Regions from separate parts of the Mus musculus genome. Here region 1 is linked to region 2. Evidence: chromatin contacts called from public HiChIP or PLAC-seq data. All regions are on one chromosome and are shown on one strand. The core of a region is the stretch at or near the end of the contact, and the rest is flanking DNA. Distances in the headings are between cores, read along the strand shown.

Evidence for each region. HiChIP or PLAC-seq counts read pairs in DNA pulled down with a chosen protein or histone mark.
Region 1: an H3K4me3 HiChIP or PLAC-seq map of the SCID.adh cell line shows a contact between it and region 2, with 9 read pairs. The contact joins the enhancer-like site here to the promoter of Dgcr2 in region 2. A contact is called at or near these places in 4 of 39 promoter capture datasets (erythroid cells, liver, macrophages and 1 more), 8 of 484 Hi-C or Micro-C datasets (CD8 T cells, effector CD8 T cells, germinal center B cells and 5 more), 5 of 115 datasets of contacts at active chromatin or transcription factors (the HPC-7 cell line, the SCID.adh cell line, embryonic stem cells and 1 more) and 3 of 9 other capture datasets (adipose tissue, liver and pancreatic islet).

Annotation. Positions count from the first base shown.
Region 1 is chr16:17,948,429-17,951,129 of GRCm38.p6, forward strand. No RefSeq gene overlaps it. Among named protein-coding and RNA genes, the nearest start is that of Gm41427, 14 kb to the left of the region's middle. Within about 2 kb of position 1,298, at least 72 of the 459 cell types and tissues checked have an H3K27ac peak or open chromatin away from gene starts, as enhancers often do. A contact at or near this core is called in the HPC-7 cell line, the SCID.adh cell line, neural stem cells and 1 more, where this site is marked.
Region 2 is chr16:17,890,464-17,893,163 of GRCm38.p6, forward strand. It overlaps Dgcr2 (DiGeorge syndrome critical region gene 2), which reads right to left and starts at 1,265. Exons shown (of 10, transcript NM_010048.3): 1 at 923-1,265. The coding sequence starts at 1,001.

The DNA of each region.
Region 1 (2,701 bases), core at 48-2,547, 58 kb after region 2:
ATCTGAGTTCTACATCTTCATCTGAAGGTTGCTAGAAGTCTAGCTCCCACATGGTTAGGAGTCTCATTGCCCATCCTCACAGTGACACACTTTCTCCAACAAGTCCACACCTTCCAATAGTGCCACTCCCTGGGCCAACCACATTCAAATCACCACACTATGTTTCATCTGGGCTGCTCTTAACTCCAACTGGCCAGCCCTTAGGGCCATGCTTTCTTGACTCCTACTTCACGACATCTTCCTTCTCTTCCTTCACCTTTTTCTCCTTCCTCCTGGTTCTCCTCTGACCTCCAAGCCCTAAACCCACCAATGTCTCTTCTGCCCAGCTATTGGCTGTCAACATCTTTATTTACCAATCAGAAATAACTTGGGGGCAGGGTCACAGGTCTACATACAGACTCCAGGTCTTAGGGGCCTGCACTTAGTGTTACAATAGACAGCAAGACCAAACCTCAACACTAACCAATCAAAGTGACTCACCTACTCTTGACACCAATCACATCAATTCACCTACCAATATTCACCAATCACAGTGACTCACCTACCAATACTCACCAATTACAAAGAGTCATCAGTACACAGCGTGTAGGTGTACCACGACAGCAGGTAAGATGACCAGTGATGTTCACTTTGCACTTGGTACCAGGAGTAGTGACTTTGGGGACCTATAATTTTTGTCAAGTATTCCTCAACAGTGAGTTGACAGAGAAAAGCTCCAAGGGGGTCTCACTGCCGATGTCCATCTCAGCCATGAATTTTCACCTTCAAATCTTGAGGGTGTCTGGAATCAAAGGAATTCTACCCCACCCCCTTTCAGGTGTCCTGTGTGCCCAGTGGCAGCATAAGATGCAGAAGTGCCACCCTCAGGACAGGTGTGCCTTGAGGGCAGAGAGAAGGAACTGTCACAGCAGCTGGACTATCAGAAAGGCTAACTTGGAGGGACAGGCCTGAAGTCTCCCAGCACACAGATCATTCATGGGAGCAGACATACTGTCTGGCATTGTAGCAGGTCCTGAAAACCGCAGAGCCTTTACACTCATTCAAGTGGATTTGAGGGCAGAAGTAGATTTCCATCTGCTGTTGCCTGCTATCTGAGTCAGCATAGATCCCAAGCTAAGATTACCCAGTGACACACTTCTCTCAGAAGTCTGTGTAATGAGGCTCCACTCTGGGCCTGCAGGCAGCATGTTCCTGCCTGTATACTTTCAATAGGAGTGTGCCCACTGGGAGGTAGCTACAGACAACCAGTCAGAGCAGACACAATGATTAGCCCAGCAGTAACAAAGAAACCAGGAGGCAAGCGTTCCCACTGGCTGCAGCCCCATGCTGTTGTCTGTCCCCTCCCCCATGTCTTCTGTGGCTAGGCTATGCCTGGAGAGTTGTTTGATGTCCATAAGCTTGGATAGTGACATAGATCCCATTAGAATCTAACAGACTCTTCCTGGTCCTTGTGCAGTTCAATGAGAGAGAGAGAGAGTGTGTGTGTGTGTGTGTGTGTGTGTGTAGACACAGAAAATGTAAATAGCCACCAAGTAAATCCTCAAGACGGTTATGTCTGAAAGTGATTACAATAAAGATTCAAGTGGCATAGGCTTCCCTCTAATGCTGTTTCCAAGGCTTATTAAAATGTAATGGAAAAAAGTTTTAAGTAAAAATGGACAGAAGACAAGCAGGTGAACCTCAGGAGAGGGAAAGGGGAGTTGGAGCGCCAGAGCTTAAAGCACTAGGCTGGTAAGGAACAGGGTGAGGCCAGCTTAAACGCTCACATGTTCAGGGCTGTAGGTCCTTTCTGGGTGGGGGTTTTGTTCCCTTGCTAGTCTTGGCTGCCCTAAGCAGTGTGCCTAACAGTCCTGGAGAGTGCAGAGGACAATAGAGACACTGTCTTTAGACAGTGTCAAGGCTGTGATGGCGGCAGAAATCCTTCAGAAATCGTGGGAAGTGTTGCAGAGCATGGGACACAGAGTGCCCTCTGTACATAGATAAAGGGGTTTAGAAACAGTTGCAGAAGGGAACTTGAGGACAGTTTGTTGCATCAGGGGGAGTGTGCCCTTAGTGACAATGCAGACAAGCTTATGCTCCCGGAAAATGCTAGAACTGTGGTTCTTAACCTGTGGGTCATGACCCTTTCACAGAGGTCACATAAAACCATCATAAAACACAGGTATTTATGTTACGATTCATAACAGTAGCAAAATTACAGTTATGAGGCAGCAATAAAAATAATTTTATGGTTGGGAGCCATATTAAAGGGTGAGGGCACTGGGTCGTTTGAGAACTGCTGTGCTAGAAGAATGGAGTTGGAGAGGGGTGGGAACAGCACCACATCGGGAGGTGCTTTGGGATACTGTCATCAAGGGGACAGTGCCTCTGCCCATGGCACTGATTGATCTTCAGGTGGACCATGTTTCTTTTCACCTTTTGCTTAGGTTCTACAATACTATTTCCTTTTTGAACACAGGAAGACTCTCACCTTAAAGAAGGCCGACTTACCTAGTGAATCCACTCTTGCTTCTGTTATATTGGAAGCAGTGAGGCCAAGGTATGGCAGTAAGCACATTTATACGACTGGAACTAGTTTTAAAAAACTAATGAAACATGTGCTCTCGACACTTTGATGCGTATAGTGCTCTCTGATTACTCACATCCAGCCCCAGCTCCCTCATCGACGCTCACACAGGCTCCCTTCGTAGCTTTTCATTTT
Region 2 (2,700 bases), core at 15-2,514:
ATATGTTGCAGGATGGGAGCTGAGATAGGACACTGCTGAGGGTGCACCCACCTGTTCTGACACCCAGTCATGATGTCACCCATAGAAGACTTGCCTGGGGCATTCCTTCATGGGAACCTTCCTCTGCTAAAAGCATTAAGAGCTCTACTTACCACCGCCCTAGTACAGAGGAGTCTCTGAAAGTTCACAGACAAGACATCCCTGCTGGGATCCCTAAAGGGACAGTGAGGCTGTACTGGTATTCCTGTGCCTGATGGATAAATTGACCTGGCTTTGTTGCGGAAGTAGGGTGCAGTGAAGGTTTTTTTTTGCAGGGGGGGGGGCACAGTTCAGAAGTATCTGAAATAAGCAGAAAAGGGACCTGAGGTTCCCCACCACACAAAACTCCAAGGGAGTATCAAAAGTAGTTAATCACACCACACAAAGCACTAAGTGCCAGGCACCGCTGAAAGGACTCTCCCCTGCACCTGGTACTCAGTTTACTCCCAGTACCTCCTTTGGGCAGGGCTGGACTTCTGTGATAAAGCGTTTCACTAAGTGGCAATGAGCAACCAGACATCGCTGTCCAGGGCTGAAACGCTGGCACTAGGCCACAATTGGGCGGACACTTGGGGCACCAGGTGCCTCCACAAGCTGCTTCCAAGACTTCCACTCAGCCAAGCAGAAGGGTGCGCCCGAGACGCAGCTCCTGGCCAGTGGGTCCCAGAGCACGCGGCGCTCGGTGGACCTGGGTCTAAAGGCAACATCCTCGAGGCTCCGAACCCTGGTACACTCCAATTTGTGCCAGGGCAGGGGACGCCCAGAGGCCCGCGGCCAGGCCTCGCCTGTGCCGGGCCGAGGAGCAGTAGCCCCCAGCAGCCGCGGGGGAACGGACGTCCGCAGCCCCACCCCCGACCGCGCCCCCACCCTCAGCACCGCGCACCTGGCCGCAGCGGCTCGGTGACAGTGAGAACCAGCAGGAAGAGCAGCAGGAAGGCACCGCTGTCTGCCTTGGGCACCATTTATCCTCCGTTCATCGTCCCCGGGGCAGCCGCGTGACCCCGCGGGGAGGCCGGACCTGGCCGAGAGGAGTGGGTGAAGGCCGGACTCCGACCTGGGGCTGAGGGGCGGCAGGCGAGGGATCCAGCTGGGCCGCGGCAAGAGAACGCCACCGACTCGCGCGCACTCTAGGCCGCAGGAGCGGGATGAGATTCCGGCTCGCGCAAGATGGCGGCCGTCCTGCTCCGGCCCGCGCCACCCCGCCTCCGGCCCGCACTAACCAATGAACGCCGAGCTGGGCGGGGGGTGGGGTGGCGGAGGGAGGTAGGACCCGAGCTCCAGACGCGGGGCGGGGCATGAGCACGAGAGGCCTAGGGAATGAGCGAGTGGGCGGGGCCAAGGGCGGGGCTAGCAGGAAATGAGGCGTGCCATTGGCTGAACCGAGAGGTGGGACGCAGCCTTGGCAGCGAGGTACCAAAAGGGGTCCCTAGTGCTGGTAGGGTCACAAGGACTGACAGTGCTGGCGCCAGGGTCTGGGGTGGGTAGGAGTGGGGAATCCGGGATTAGTGAATTGAGGAGGTATAGCTGGACCTGAACGATCTTTACTCCTGGAGGCCCAGGTCTGTCCCAGTGCCAACATATTCCCTAAAGTGGTCTTCTAAACGCCGAACGGCTGTGAAGAAAGTGAAGAGCTCTAGTGAAAATAAAGGACCAGCAGTCTCTGTGGATCAGGGAATGGCACAAAGAATATCAACAGAGGAGGAAATGGCTTAATGGATGTCAGAATCTAACAGAGAAGCCCAGAGTCTCTGGACCAGATCTGGGGAAGGAGCTGCCTATACAATGGAGAAAAAAAGCCCAGGCAGAGACAGGGCTAAAGCCTGGGAACAAGGCTCCACATGCTAAACTCACACCTGCCTTCATGAACAGCATGAACGTGGAAGGAGAGACAGCAAATGAAAAACCAATCTGTTCAGGGGAAGGAAGTGAAAAGTGGGGAAGGCCAGTCACCTCCAGCATATCTGACTCACTCTTATTGCCCCTCCACCAAAGTCCCAGGATTTCAACCTACGATAGATACATGGAGCCATGAGTGAAAGATGCTAACTTGTTATAGGTAGGTAAAGTCAAGGTCAAGTCGTCAGACATTCCAACTTTACCAGGTCTTGGCCCAAGATGTTGGACATAGGACTTGTCACAACAGATGGGGGGTTCCTTGCTGGCAGAAGCAAGGGTACCTGTCCAGTGCTGCTCTGGGCACTCAGATAGTTTTATGGCACATTCCCAGCACTGAGTACAAGATCCAGGCCTAGCCTTCTGCCCCCATACCCACCCCCACTGCAAATCTGCCCTGGGAGCTCAGCCAGAGCTCTGAGTTGGGCAGGTCCTTTGGAGGGAACTCAGCCAAGTGCAGTCTTCCTGCCAACTGTCCACCTGCAGAGCCGCCGTTAAGAGTCCAGGAAAGGTTTGGAAGAGAAAAGAGCAGGACAGGAAGTGAGAAGTCTGGCTGAGCGGTACAATGAAAGCACAGAGTTAACTCCTTAACCCACCACCACCACTACCACCACTGGGCCAGGAGATAAAGAACCTGAAGTCGGCCCAGGTCTGTCTCAGGGCCCAAAACACATTCAAAAGTGCTCTTTTAAAAGGTGAAGCCCCAGGCTGGTGAGATGGCTCAGCAGGTAAGAATACTAACTATTCTTCCAAAGGTCCTGAGTTCAA